Regions from separate parts of the Mus musculus genome. Here regions 1 and 2 are each linked to region 3. A link is a contact called in public HiChIP or PLAC-seq data. All regions are on one chromosome and are shown on one strand. The core of a region is the stretch at or near the end of the contact, and the rest is flanking DNA. Distances in the headings are between cores, read along the strand shown. Region 1 holds the start of Tcf7 (transcription factor 7, T cell specific). Region 2 overlaps Gm30217 (a long non-coding RNA gene). Region 3 holds the start of Sec24a (Sec24 related gene family, member A (S. cerevisiae)).

Region 1 (4,650 bases), core at 1,745-4,244, 530 kb before region 3:
CCCTGCCTTGATATGGGTCGGAGAAGCCTCTCAGCGTCTCAGGGGTCGGACTGGGATATGAGCATGGCAGTTAGGTGTTGGGTCTGGGGACTGACCACCAGGAGCTGGAAGCTCAGCTCAGCACCCTCATTTTGAAGCTGTGACACCTTGGGTGACTCAAACAACCTCTCTGAGCTTCAGTTTCCTCATTAGTAAAATGGGGACAATTGTCCCCATATCTCAGAGTTTAGTAACGATTAAATTAGGTGATGTGTGTGAAGCTCCGATGGATGCTGGCAGGCTGTAATCGCCTAGTGTATGAGGTCATCATCTCTCCGGTGATGGTTACAGAACTGGTGCTGGCTAGGCTTCTGCTGCTGCTTCTATCTATTTATTTATTTTTATTTTTCTTCAGATAGGATCTCACTATGTAGCCCAGACTGGGTTAGCTCTCCAAACCCTGGGGGTTTTCCACACCAGATGAATCTCACCTCCACCTCTCTCCCACTCCCCACCCCTAGGCCTCTCAGCCCATTCCGGGTCTCTCGACCTCCTGTGCCTGCGCTCCTTCCTGTTCTACCATCTTGTGGGAGTTTACATCAGCTGCTACGCAGCGAGCCTTTACACTATGCTCAGTGTGGAAGCGGAGGCAGAGACTCCATCTATGCCACCCCCGCCCTCCCTATCCACAAGCTCCTTTTCTCCCCTCTTGCCTCCCCCTCACTGCTCATCCTCAGGGGGTGAGGCTTGGAGCCAGGATGCCCCAGGGCAGTGGATCCCAGGAAGGGGGGTTTTCACAGCTCTATAAAGTCATCCAAAGAAACCATCCAAAGGTGGGAAAGCTAACAAATCAGGAAAAAAAAATATTTTCTCTTGCCAAATAAAGGTATATATATATATATATATATTCACTAACATTTGAGGATAGGCTACTTCTGCACCAATAAAGCCGAAAGGCCTTGTTCTTTGATAAAAGGGCAATACCAAGCTGGGGAAAAAAATTACCCTGGAGGGCAGAATCACACCTCCCCAGCCCTGACTTTTCTTCAGAAATTCGACCCCCAATGACCTGTGTCAGTTGAAACTTCATGGTCTGCCAACTATCATGGAAGCGACATTGCCAAAGTTGGAGTCGTTTATAAACACAGGAGGATCTGCTGCGCTTTGGCTTAGGATGATCTCAATTTCTGTGCAATTTTCTCAGAGAAGTGCTCACCCCAAAGTTAGCCGGGACAACCTCGGAGCTGAGGTCGTAGGGGGAGGCCTCGCCCCTGGGCCCTTCTTCTCCTGTAGGCTTTCCATTGGAGCCCCTGCCCTGCCCCCGAATCTAGAGAAGATGGGGTCAAAATCAGTAGCAAACTGGCACCTGCGGAAGAAGGACTTTAGAGGTGCCAAGGGCGGGTTCTGCACCGCATCTCTATTGCCAAGCTCAGCATTAATGGCCAAGCCCCCCATCGCTGAGAAGGAGGTGAAACGGGCATCCCGGCTGGGAGCTGGAGGACTCAGAAGCCCCGCTGGCAGGGCGCTGATAGGATCTGAGCGCTGAGAAGCAAGGCCTGGTCTCTTTGATCCTCCGCCAGGCAGGCTGGGCCTGGACCGGGAGGGGCGGTGCGGCTGTCTTCCGGCCGGCTTTGCGCCGCTGCCAGGGGTCCTGTGGGGCCGGGAGTCGGAGAGGCGGCCAGTGTCCTCCTTCACAAATTACCCACTGTTGTTTCAACTGCTTTCCCAAGAGGTGGAAGAGGTCTACATTGACTCCAACACCGAAACGTTCTTGAGGCGGAGGTGTGCGACCTTCAGTTTACTGCATGGCTATCCAAAGGGCCTAGTGTCTTACAGAAACAGTGATCGGTCGTGGTGAATTCGATGCTGGGTGCCAAGGAGATGCCACTGAAGACGCGGCCTTAACTAGCGTCTGAGTCAATGGGCTCCGGATGCAACTTCCCAGACTGAGCAGCTGCCTAAAGACCCCAAGAGAGAATTTCGTGACCCATGTGGCCGCCGGAAGTCTCAGTTCCTGGACAGCAGGTTCTAAGCGTCGAACTTAGTTGAAAAAGTCATAGCGGGCTGGAGAAACCACGTGAGTGGCCACGATCCTTCCTCGCCTCGAGCCACCACATGTCATATATTTATAGTGTTTGATTTGCACATGCAACAACAGGCAGGAGCTCAATAAATGTGTGAGGCGCTAATGCTTGTGTCTATGTAAGCAGGCTGTCTGGAATAAGGTCCCTAATCGGCACAGGGATGATCAAAAGGGCAGGTGTTTGTGTGTGTGTGTGTGTGTGTGTGTGTGTGTGTGTGTGTGTCAGGGTCCATCTAGTATCCCGGGGACGTAAGAAGCCTCCAGATTGAGCAAAGGACGCTGTTCACACCAAGGTTCCAAGTCATCCACAGGTTCCACCGGTCTAAGGAACCACCTTCTCCGCAACTTGGACGCAAGTTGTGGCTGTATGATAGTTAAGGAAATGGAGTTCCAGAGTTTAGTAATGGATTTCAGGTTAGAGAATAGCTGGAGAGCGAGCCCTTTAAGATTATTCCCAGTGGGCCTGTCCCGGTCTCTCCAGGGAGGGGAGGGCGGGGCCTGGGACGTTAGCCCCTCCCACCGCGGCCCCGCCCCGGCGCCCGCCCCGCCCCCGGCTCGCTGCCCGCGGTGCCTTTGATGTTCCGACCCGCCGGCTCCCAAAGCTGCTGTGCCCCGCGCCCTCGCCCCGCGCCCACTGGCCGCTCAGGCGGAGTCAGCGTGCGCTCCGCCCGCCGCGCTCCGGGCTCGGAGCCCCGCACCCTGGGCTCGCCGCCTTCCCGGCCGGCTCCGCGCCCCGCACCCGGCGCCCCGGCGGGCGCAGCGCACCATGCCGCAGCTGGACTCGGGCGGGGGCGGCGCGGGCGCAGGCGACGACCTCGGCGCGCCCGACGAGCTGCTGGCCTTCCAAGACGAAGGCGAGGAACAGGACGATAAGAATCGCGACAGCGCTGTGGGCCCGGAGCGGGACCTGGCAGAGCTCAAGTCCTCACTGGTGAATGAGTCCGAAGGCGCGGCCGCAGGCGCCGGGGTCCCGGGTCCCGGCGTCCGAGTACATGGAGAAGCCGAGGGAGCGCCCGAGGTGAGCCCGGCCCGCTCCTCCCCGGAGGACCTCGTCCCGAGTTGGTAGCGTGCGGACCCGCCCCCCCGCGCCACGGTCCTCGTGGGTCCCATCTCTGGAGCCCCTCCTGTTCCCTCCGCTCCTCATGGCCCCTCTGCTTCGCTCTGCAGGCCCTGGGACGGGAGCACACTTCGCAGAGACTTTTCCCGGACAAACTTCCAGAGTCCCTAGAGGACGGTGAGTTTTTGCGCGGCTGGGGAAGAAGGCGCTAGAACCGGGGGTGGGGGTGTGGGGGGCGGGTTTCCCGGGCGCCGCTGAGCTGGAGTCACTTCCGGTGCCCTGACCTTTATAGGAGTAAACAGACCCCCGCCATCTCCGCCTCCCCTCCAGCCCAGGTGACTGACTAATCCTTTGCCTTGAGGAGCAAGCCTTGGCTAAGGTTCCCAAGCAGGAGGGTGGGGTAGGGAGTCAAGTCCCGGTCGCGAAGTGGAGGTCTGGACTCGGGGGTCTTTCCTCAAAAACTTGCCTTTGCGGATATTTCCACCCGTTCGGAGGTCGCTGTTCCCTGTCAAGTCACGAACTTGAAGGGGACCCCTTGGCAGGGTTTTTTTTTTTTTTTTAACCCCCCTCCGGAGCAGACAGCCTTCAGTCCTTAGGAGCAGCTGGCTGGGCTGGTGTCTGACCCAGCTGTGGTTTTTCCAGGCCTGAAGGCCCCGGAGTGTGCCAGTGGCATGTACAAAGAGACTGTCTACTCTGCCTTCAATCTGCTCATGCCCTACCCACCGGCCTCCGGAGCAGGGCAGCATCCGCAGCCTCAACCCCCGCTGGTAAGTGACCGAAGCAGTCAGGCCCTGTAATGGGGCTGGCTACCTACTTGACCACACAGGTGATGCTTGGACAAAAAAGGACTTCTCTGCCCAATTCCTAGATGCTCTTGCCCAGTTAACATCCAGAGGAGTCTGACCCAAAAGGAGATCTCTGAAGGAGCGCCCCGGCTCCAGTCTTTCTCACTTGCTTTTGACCTTTGTCTTCCCAACTTGCTCAAGCAGGTGCCTGTGTTGGCCCACGGTGGGGTTGAAAACGTTTTTGAGCTGAGCCCATGCCATTCCCTAGCGTGATGTGCATGCTCTGAGCTAGAGCTCTGTGGTTAGCTTTTTTTTTTTTCCTTCAGAGAAGCGAGGGAACTCGGGTGTGAGAAGACTGGGTAAGAGACCTAATCTTTTCCGTTGCCCAGTTCCACTGTGTCCTGACTGCCGTGTATAAGTCCTTGCCGAGGACCCATGCCACATGGTGTAGGTTTTGAGCGGGCTGGGCTGCTCTCGCACACACAAGGAAAGGTTTGCTAAATGTAGGACAGATCAGGGTGTTGGTTAGGGGTCAGCAACGTGAATCAGTGTCAGGCTTGGCGACACGGCTGTATTCATCATGAGCCATGGCTTTGGCCCTTCAAGGCAAGCAAAGTGTGAAGGGCTGGTTCTGAGCTGGGTAGCAGCCAAATATGACTTTTGAAAAGTTCTGGGGTTCCTGAAAACTACTGGGATTCCAGAGTGTCCTCAGTCAGGAGTTAGGGTGTACAGGAAGCATGGAGGTC
Region 2 (4,723 bases), core at 2,221-4,720, 560 kb before region 3:
TTTTATGTTCTATTTTGAGACAAGTTCTCAGTAAGTTGCCCAAGTTAGCCTTGATCTCATGCTGTAGCCAGACAGAACTTGATCTGGGTGTCCTCCTGCTTGGCTGAGATGACTATGCAGAATTCCAAGTGTGTACCCACTCCCCCACTGCTGAAAATGTACATCGTGTTTGGATTACCACAACTACCCAATGTCCTTGTGCTTACCTCAGCCTACTTCAGCTAATGGCTGGCTGCTTTGTTGAGCAATGAGCTCTCTATCAGAGAAGGCATTCAAGTCAGAGAGAAAAGAATGTCTCTGGAGCTTGGTGATGCTCAAACTTTGTAGTGCATGAGGATTCCCTGAAGAGCTTCTAAAGCTGCAGATGTTGAGCCAAACAGGGCGTTTCTGGTTCAGAAGATGAAGGTGTGGCTTAGGGTTTGTACCGAGGCTTGATGCCAGGTAGTGATGCTGGCCTCAAACTCCCTGTGTAGCCAGAAAGGCTCTGAACTCCTTCCTCATCCTGCTCCTGCCTCCCAAGGGCTAGGATCACAAGCCCGTGACACCAAGTCCAATTCTAATTCAGTTTTATTCATTTGTTTATTGTCTGTCTGTCTGTCTGTCAGTCAGTCCATCAGTCTGTCTGCCTTCTGTTTGAGACAGGGTCTCACTATGTAGCCCTGACAAGCCTGGGACTCATTATGCAGTACAGAGATCCACTGGCTTCTGCCTCCTGAGAGGTGGGCTTAAAGACCTGCACTGCCACATCTAGAGGATCAGGCTGTTTTGAACGAATGCTTAGATTCTACTCTGTAGCCTAGTCTGACCTTAAACTTGTGATCCTCCTGCCTTAGTTTCCTGAGATTACTGAAGTATGCTATCGTGCCCTATTGGGCAGCTTGCTTTAGGAAAATTCTGTGACATTAAATTTAGGGAGCAAGGCCAAAGTCCCTTCTGACCTTGTGGGGGAATTCCTCTGGACATTCATTGAGTACCTTTAATGTCCTTTCGAGGTATTAACTGGAGATCTGACCTCAGCCAAGTCTTGGGACAGCCCTCCTCCCCAGGCCACCCACCTTCCATTTTTCCCTTGGCTCTGAAGAAACTACCCCATACCACATACCCTATACCCCATACCCCATACCCATACCCCATATCCCATATCCCATATCCCATATCCCATATCCCATATCCCATATCCCATACCCCATACTCCATACACATACCCCACAGTCATTATGCCAGCATGAGTAAGTACTGGGAAGGCCAAAGGGAGGCCTGGCTTTTCTCTGTGCCTCAGTCCCCTCATACAACGAATGACTAGCATGTAGGGTTGTAATATTGATTAACTGGGAGAATACATGCAAAACTCTAACCACAGTGACTCACAGCTGTTCTTTTATTTTGGTACAGGGTCTTGCTATGTTGCTTAGCCTAGTCTTAAACATCCAATGCTCTTGCCTCAGTTCGCCTCTTGGGAGTTGTGTTGACAACAGTGTGGCCAGGCTGACTGTCAGTTCTGATGTCATAATAATGACGGCAGACATGACTCTGGGGCATACCCACAAAGCAGAGAGCCTACAAGTCCCAGTGTAGAGAAGACAGGCCCAGTGACCACCTGGGTGATCGTGAAGGCAGAGGCTGTGCATGGTAAGCCCTCAGTCAATTGGTTGGAAATGGAGATGCCTCTCAGTCGGTATCGAGTTTGTCCGCTAAGCACAAAGCAATGGGTTAGATCCCAAACCTGCATAAAACTGGGCGGGGTGGAGCATGCCTGCAAACCCAGAACTGGGGATGTGGGTGGCAGGAGGATCAGAAACTGGAGGTCACTCAAGGTAATGAGTTTGAGGCCAGTTCAGGTTACCCAAGACCCTGTCTAGGGAGAGAGGAGAAGTTTGGTGGGTGCGTTTGAAGTCTCTGGTTTTCAAGCTCAGGTCGGGGTGAGGTTTGCTCTTCACTAATTTCCCCCTTTGCCCAGGATGGAAGAGTTTTTGATTGAGAAAAATAAAGGTTTAAGGGGAAGGTTTAGTCTCTTAAGAGAAGAAATGCTTGGAGTTATTTACAAGGCACCCTAATGCACATTAAATGTTACCAGGTTATCTCTTCAGCCCTCCCTTGGGAACCTATGTTATGTTTCCACAGAGGCCCAAATGTGGTGAGAGCAGGCAGGCTGAGCTACGGAAAGGCCTCATTTCAGGAAAACATACTCACATGCTCCAACGGGGAGTTAGGCAGGGGGGGTCTCAGTGCCTGGGCCCCTCTCCACTCCCAACCGTGAAGGGCTCCTCTTAACCAAGCAGGGTGGGGCTGATCTTCAGACAGGAAGCCACATCCAATCCCTGCCTTCTGGGGTTAGAGACCCCTGAAGAGGATGCTTGCAGAATGGATTATCATACACATGCAGAGAAAAGAGATCAAATCTGGTGTGGGGGCAAATATTGTTGTCCCAGCACTTGGGAGGAAGCACCAATGGATCAGAGAGTTCAAGGTCATCGTCTGCTATATAGTAAATTAGGGGTCAAGCTGGACTACAAGAGACCCTATATTAAAACCAGTCAGCCATCCAGCAAGCTAATATCAGAGGAGAGTGACAGGGGTCAACAGAGGGTAAGAACTGGCATACTACAGAGGACAGGGACAAGCAGGCTCAGTCAGAACCATGCAGTCAGCCCAGGAAACTAATAAGACTGTGGCCTCTTTAGGGACCCACAAAGGCCTGGGTGCCATCAGCACAAACAGAGGCAAGGGTGCGTTCAAGGAGGTCGAAGGCTCCTATGGATGAAGGACTCCATAGTAGGGCGTTCAGACTCAGCACACAGGAGGTGGGCAAGGATGAGAAGCAAAGATGTCTGGTTTTGACACGGTCCCTCGGGCATCTGAGGAAGATGCTTTGACCACCATCAAGTGGTCTGTGGGTGGAAAGAGATGAGGCAGAACTGTGAAGACATAGTGGAGGAAGACCCTCATAGGTGCCAGGGGGAGGGGCTGCACGCGGGGACACCGAGGAAAAGAGACAGGCAGTCTTTGTCTCCGCTGGGGAAGGGAATGAGGAAGAGGAAAGCCAGGAGATACCTCCTGGGTGACTGTCTAGGCCACGGGCACAGAGCAGGTGGTATCCCAGGAACATGCAAAGAGCCTGGCTTGTCTGCAGACATGCGACTTCAGTGAGGATTGATAGAACATGTGTGTACTGCAGGCTCACTAAGTGCTTGGCCAGAGTCCGCTTTCACCGGCAAAGCAATTGATGATCTAGACCACCCTCCAGGCCTTTGCCCAGCCTTCCCGGAAGAAGTGGTTCTGCTGAGACTTTTGCCAGAAAGACCCCGAAGCACACTGATACCCTCAAACATTCATCCCCAGGAGCCCAAGCCATCAGGGCGCCCCAGAGCTGAACAGAAAGAGAACACAAGCTGTCGTCAACACAGGAAAAACCCAGGCTTCCTGTTTGAACTTGGGCAGGCACTGGAAGCTGTGAGTGATGTTAGAGTGGCCTGCGGTGGGGGCTTCTCACAGTGGCTGTGAAGCCTGACTTCCAGCTGCTTGCAGGGTGTGCGGGGCCCAGTGGGCGTGTGGCCGGGTAGAAGGATCGCTGCATCCACACAGGCAGGCCACAGGCCAGGTGACATCAAAGCCAGCTGAGCTGCGGTCTCTCAAAGGCTGCTCATTGTGGTCGGTCGCCCTCGATAAGAATGCGCCATCAGAGATGGAGGGCATCTGTAGTCACAGTCCCCACTGGCCCTCATTTAAAAGAAGAAAAAAAAAAGTAAGCCATTGCTAGGTCCTTGGAAACTGGTGGTGTCCTCTTTTGCCCTACTTGAGGTCAAGGGGTCCGCTCTGTACAAGAACGTTGCTGTTGGCATAAGCTTCCTGAGGGACCATGGATAGGGGCTCCTCTCCTCTCCTCTCCCAGTTTCAAACCCATGAAAGAAAAAGAGTCCTATAGAAACTTCCAGGTTAGGCTCCCCAATAGGGCAAGTGTTGGGCACCAGCAGCTGACTTAACTGTGGCCCTATCCTGTATACACAGAGTGAGCTAATAGCTTTACCCCATTTATTTATTTATTTATTTATTTATTTATTTATAGACAGTGTTTCTTTTCTTGTCGTTCTCTTTTTCTTTTTTCATTTGTTTTGGTTTTGGGTTTTCAAGACAGGGTTTCTCCGTGTACTCCTGGCTATCCTGGAATTTACTCTGTAGACCAGATTGGCCTTAGACTCAGAGATCCATCTGCCTTTGCCTCCTGAGTGCTGGGATTGAAGGCGAGTGCTACCACAGCCCAACAAAGACAGTTTCCTTAAAGAGAAAAACTTTCAAATTTCATTTCTTTTTTTTTTCCATTTTTTATTAGGTATTTAGCTCATTTACATTTCCAATGCTATACCAAAAATCCCCCATACCCACCCACCCCCACTCCCCTACCCACCCACTCACCCTTTTTGGCCCTGGCGTTCCCCTGTACTGGGGCATATAAAGTTTGCGTGTCCAATGGGCCTCTCTTTGCAGTGATGGCCGACTAGGCCATCTTTTGATACATATGCAGCTAGAGTCAAGAGCTCCGGGGTACTGGTTAGTTCATAATGTTGTTCCACCTATAGGGTTGCAGATCCCTTTAGCTCCTTGGGTACTTTCTCTAGCTCCTCCATTGGGAGCCCTGTGATCCATCCAATAGCTGACTGTGAGCATCCACTTCTGTGTTTGCTAGGCCCCGGCATAGTCTCACAAGAGACAGCTATATCTGGGTCCT
Region 3 (5,055 bases), core at 332-2,831:
GCTGGGGGATGCAGTGCCCCCTTCTGACCTCTGTGTGGGCACTGCATACACATGGTGTAAAATACTTTTTTTTTCTTTTCTTTTCTTTCTTTTTTTTTTTGGTTTTTCAAGACAGGGTTTCTCTGTGTAGCCCTGGCTGTTCTGGAACTCACTCTGTAGACCAGGCTGGCCTCGAACTCAGAAATCCACCTGTCTCTGCCTCTCAAATGCCGGGATTAAAGGTGTGTGCCACCATCGACCAGCGTGTAAATACTTCTATGTAGGTACCCATACATACAGAAAACAAACTTTAAAACAATAAAACAATCTTTTTTTTTAATTGTTTAATTCCACTCAGAGCAAATATATTTTAGTATGGTTTTGAGGTAACTATTAATGAAATCAAGGTTAGGGTAAATTTGTATATGTGGTTACTGCTTGCTTCTTGGGTCTGACAGTAGTTTTAGATTGTGCTCTTTTTCTGTAATACTTCGTAGCCAGCATTAGATAGTAAATGAGTTTGGTAAGATGTACTTTCGCCCGAGGTTGTGAAACTCATGGCATAATACGTTTCAATCAGCAGCACACATCTGTGAAGGACTTTGTCATCTGCTTGGAGCAGGTAAAACCAAAGTAGCTAAAGATCACACTGATATCACTAAGTATGTTGCATAACCAACCAGTTTCTACTTCTCTTTGGTCTTACAAGTCAGAAAGTCTGTTTGGGGGTAAAAATAAAAGCAACCCACAAGCTACTTGCCCAGAAAGGACATTTGAATTATTCGACTTAATGTAAACTCTCATAATGTAAACTGCCTTTAATTCTTTTGAACTCAGGGCTTCTTCCTACAAGGTTAGGGAAACTCTTTATGAGTGACCTACATATCTAACCCCTTTTAAAGAAACTGAGTCCTGGTAAATTGCCCAGGCTGGTCTTGAATTCAAGATCTTCCTGCCTCACTTTTCTGTATCCAGAACTATAGGAGTACGATACCATTACAATTACCATTTTAAATGTTATTTAGTCCGGGGCCTCAGTATTTTTTTTTTTTTCGGGACAGGGTTTCTCTGATTAGCCCTGATTGTCCTGGAACTCACTCTGTGGACCAGGCTGGCCTCGAACTCAAAAATTCGCCTGCCTCTGCCTCCTGAGAGCTGGGACTAAAGGCGTGCGCCACCACGCCCGGCTTGGAGCCTCAGTATTAACTAAATACTTGTTATTATAGAAGTTGCCTAGCTCAGTGTAAACTAAGGGCTTCCCTAGGACATTGGACTCCATTGTCAACACTGGGATAGGAGAGGGATGGATTCCCGATCCATGTGTGGTGGATGTACTTCGGAGTGACTATGCTACCAACAGGCTAACGTCAAAATTAATCTTAATCCTCCAGTTGAAAAGAAGAGCTTCCTCCTTAACGTCATCAGACATTTTAACCTTGACCCAGCATCTTCACTCCAGCCCTGGCTGACCTGACTAGGCCGCCTTCGAACTTAGAACACTTCTGCCTCGACCTCCTGATTGCCGCCATGTCCCGCCCATGACACTTTGACAAACACACGTAATTGAACACCTCTTTTTAAAATTCTCTTGCACTCTACAGCTGGCATAGCATCGGCTGGGCCACCAGCGGTAGCCGAGGACATCGGTCGTCTCAGGTAATCCTCAGAGAATCCCGGAAGAGGAGCCGGGTCTCTCCTGTCCCACCCAATCGATTCTAAAAATCCGCACCACCCCTGGGACTGTCAGCAAGGTGACGTTCTCCACGCCGGGTATTTTCGCAGTGGTGACACAGGCTACTTCCGGCGGGCGGCGGGAGTCCGTGACGTGGCAGGCGAGTCCGTGCACGGTCCTCCGGGCCCGGACACGGGACTGTCAGGTGCCCTCGGGGCAGCTCCCCGGGGACAGAGAGCACGGCCGCAGCCTCCAGCCGGAACCGGAAGTGCCACGTGTCCCCACTGTGCCTGCGCGGCCGGCGGCTCCGCCCAGGGCCTCCCTCCTCTCCGGGTTCGGCTGCTGCCTCCGAGCCCGGCGTTCCCAGCCCAGCCGGCCTGACTCCGGAGCCTCTCCGCGCCCTGGCCAGGTCGTGGCCGCCGGCGGGCAGAAGACACGGACACGCCATGCCTCTACTTTGACGTGCCACCCCGCGTGTTCCGCTTCTCCGGCCTCCAGGTCCCTGCCCTCGGTTTTCCTGTTGGAGCTCTTAGGCTGGGCGCTGCGGTCGACCCCGACGGCTCCGTCTTACCCTGAGATCCCCGGGCGCCATGGCCCAGCCCCGGATCCCCGCTGCCCGCGGTGCCGCAGCTAGCCTCCAGGCCCAGAACGGAGCCGCCTCAGCCTCGGGGTCTCCCTACACCAACGGTGAGTGCCGCACGGGGGCGGGGAGGGCGGCACAGCTCGGGCCAGGGACAAGTCCCAGCCAGGTCTACCGCGGGGAGTGGCGGATGACGGCCTGGACCCGGGAGCCGCGGTGGACATGCACCTGCAGATCCACGCTGGTGGGACAGTTTCATGTGTATTTATAGGTTCAGCCTGCAAACAGTAAGCACCTGCAGTATGCAACGTCTGAGATAAACAAGAGGTGAACAAGAATCGTAGACGAAATCAGTTCCCAGAACTGCCTTATGGAGGTCATAGTGTCTGGGTGTCATCACGCAATGCGCCACCTCAGTCCTGTGTCCTGGAGGGCAGGGTTCATCTCGGGTCCGCAGGCTCGAAGTGCAGGGGGGTGGCGGGTCAGTGCTTATTAATACTAATTTGCAGAGATGAATGAATGACTCCGTCTTTGACAGATCCCTTTAGGACTTGCTCATCTCTGCAGGGATCTTTCTTCAAGGATCTTCTTCCTACGACAGTCCTTGGGCCTCCTGTTTAGTTTTTCAGTTGTGGAAGAACCAAATAGATGGATGGCTAGGGCTTCGTTTCTAGGGCCCTCCTCTTCATTTAGAATGTAAGTTAGTCACAACTCTCTGAACCCTAGAGAGAGTACATCTGGCACTATAATTTATCATTTGGCGGGAGAATATCTTATAATTGGATATCTCTTCTAGGATTCCTGACGCCTTCCTACAGCGTGATTTGCTAAGCTTATTTTAATTGATATAATAAAGACTCATTTTCTGCCTACTTACAAATTAGCCTACAAATCTTTGCTTTATGGGAAGAAGACAGGGAGAATAATACTAAAGTACTTACTGTGCCCATTTAAAGTTGTAGAAAATAGCCAGTGACTAAAATTGCTGGTTACAATGTATTTAGAGAAGACTACTGTTTTCTTTACAAAGAATGTTCTTTGTAAGACTTAAAAATGTGGGTAGGCAGCTATGTGGGCAGGGCAAGAGAAGCTGAGAATCACTGACAGGTTTTCAACTTGAATTGTTTCTTGAGTTTATAGTAAGAGATTATGTAAACTACATTTTCTTCTGTGACATTGACATTTGCTGAGAAGATGCAATCATCCACTTTAAGGTGAAAACAACTGAAGATGTCGCCTGTGTGGGTTTTGCTTACGAATTGCACTTAAATCACAAAGTAAATGTGCCAGTAAGCTTACATGCAAGTAGAGCTGTGAGGACTTTGAAATGTTTTTGCAGGAATTGAATCAGTATGTTAGGCTCTGTTGGAGATATTCCATTGCTATTTATTTATTTATTTATTTATTGACACTGTCTCGCTCTTATCTCCAGTTGGCTTGAAACTTGTGGCAATTCTCCTGTCTCAGCTGCTCTAGTGCTTGCATTGCAGAGCTGGAATTTCCATAGCCCACTTACTTTGTTAATTTGGTCAAAGCCAAACATGCACCTGTTGCACATCTATGTTCTGACCTTGGGCATAAGAGTGCACTCCTGTCTGGGTTGCTTAGAGCTATTTGGGAATCCAGATATGGAATTGTGGTTCAGGATGGTAGCAGCTGTAAAAACTCCAATAAAAGGAGTAGAGATAAGACTGTAAGAATAAAGAGCTCGAGTTGACACTTTTGCTGTTCTTGGTTGTTAGGGTGATTTATTTTATTTTATTTTATTTTTACTTTTGAGGTTATCATATAACTGCATAATCTATGCCTTCCCCTTTCTCCTCGGTGTTTTATAATAACCTTCTTTAATTATTTTTGTTTTATTGAAGCAGGGTTTCTCTGTGTAGCAGCCTTGGCTGTCCCTGTAGACCAGGCTGGCCTGGAACTCAGATATTCACCTGCCTCTGCCTCCCAAGTGGTGAGATTAAAGGTGTGTGCCACTACTGCTTGGCTGTAATAACCATTTTAAAAGTTTTTTTGTGGTTTTGTTTTGAATTAAGGTCTTACTTTATAGCCCTGGCTGGCCTGAAACTTCCTATGAGATTCACCTGCCTCTGCTTTCCAAATGCTGGCATTAGAGACTTGTGCCATCAGAAGAAGCTCACCTCAATTTCTTCTAGTAGCTTTTCGTGTGTGTGTGTGTGTGTGTGTGTGTGTGTGTGTGTGTTGAGTGTGACAGGCTCTCACTATGAAGCCATTGGGGTTGGCCTGGAACTCACTGTGTAGGCCAAGCTGGCCTCAGATGCTCAGAGTTTCCTCCCTCTATCTGCTGAGAACTGGGATTGAAGGCGTACCCAGCCTATAGTGCCCATTTTTGAAGTGTGTTTTTAGTGGAAGTCTTGTCAGTCAGTGGCTGATTTCCTGTGTTAAGTGGTTGTTTGTTCATCTTTAATTCTGAGAATAGGGTTGTGGCTCTGAAGGTGAAATGGAGAACAGTTACATGCTGCAATCTATGCTTGCTAAACTCATGCAAGTCAGTAATTGCTGCTTACACATTCTGTTTGGGTTTTGTTCTGTTTGAGACAGGGTTTCTCTGTAGCCCTAGCTGTCCCCTGGAACTGGCTTTGTATACCAGGCTAGCCTTGAACTCAGAGCACGCCTGGTAGTTACATTTGAAAAAGTCTTAAGATGGTGGTTTAATGTACATGTATAAGTTAACATGTTATAGTAGTTATATCTTAAGATATCCTTTAGATTTAACCAAAACACAGCAAGAATGGCTATTTTTATTTTCTGTAAATTGCTTTTTTTTGCTGTAATTCTGACACTAAACCGTTTTGCTCTG

What was found. HiChIP or PLAC-seq counts read pairs in DNA pulled down with a chosen protein or histone mark.
Region 1: a contact with region 3 is called in an H3K27ac HiChIP or PLAC-seq map of microglia, with 5 times the contacts expected there. The contact joins the promoter of Tcf7 here to the promoter of Sec24a in region 3. A contact is called at or near these places in 1 of 484 Hi-C or Micro-C datasets (embryonic stem cells), 5 of 115 datasets of contacts at active chromatin or transcription factors (bone marrow-derived macrophages, embryonic forebrain, large pre-B cells and 2 more) and 2 of 9 other capture datasets (adipose tissue and liver).
Region 2: an H3K4me3 HiChIP or PLAC-seq map of pro-B cells shows a contact between it and region 3, with 4 times the contacts expected there. The contact joins the enhancer-like site here to the promoter of Sec24a in region 3. A contact is called at or near these places in 1 of 39 promoter capture datasets (embryonic stem cells) and 4 of 115 datasets of contacts at active chromatin or transcription factors (the 230-238 cell line, bone marrow-derived macrophages, large pre-B cells and 1 more).

Annotation. Positions count from the first base shown.
Region 1 is chr11:52,281,358-52,286,007 of GRCm38.p6, reverse strand. It overlaps Tcf7 (transcription factor 7, T cell specific), which reads left to right and starts at 2,994. Exons shown (of 11, transcript NM_001313981.1): 1 at 2,994-3,080; 2 at 3,230-3,296; 3 at 3,762-3,886. The coding sequence starts at 3,791.
Region 2 is chr11:52,317,423-52,322,145 of GRCm38.p6, reverse strand. Gm30217 (a long non-coding RNA gene) reads right to left here. Exons shown (of 3, transcript XR_388631.3): 3 at 3,426-3,717. Among named protein-coding and RNA genes, the nearest start is that of Gm30217, 12 kb to the right of the region's middle. Within about 2 kb of position 3,470, at least 69 of the 459 cell types and tissues checked have an H3K27ac peak or open chromatin away from gene starts, as enhancers often do. A contact at or near this core is called in the 230-238 cell line and pro-B cells, where this site is marked.
Region 3 is chr11:51,753,360-51,758,414 of GRCm38.p6, reverse strand. Sec24a (Sec24 related gene family, member A (S. cerevisiae)) reads left to right here and starts at 1,581. Exons shown (of 23, transcript NM_175255.3): 1 at 1,581-2,338. The coding sequence starts at 2,242.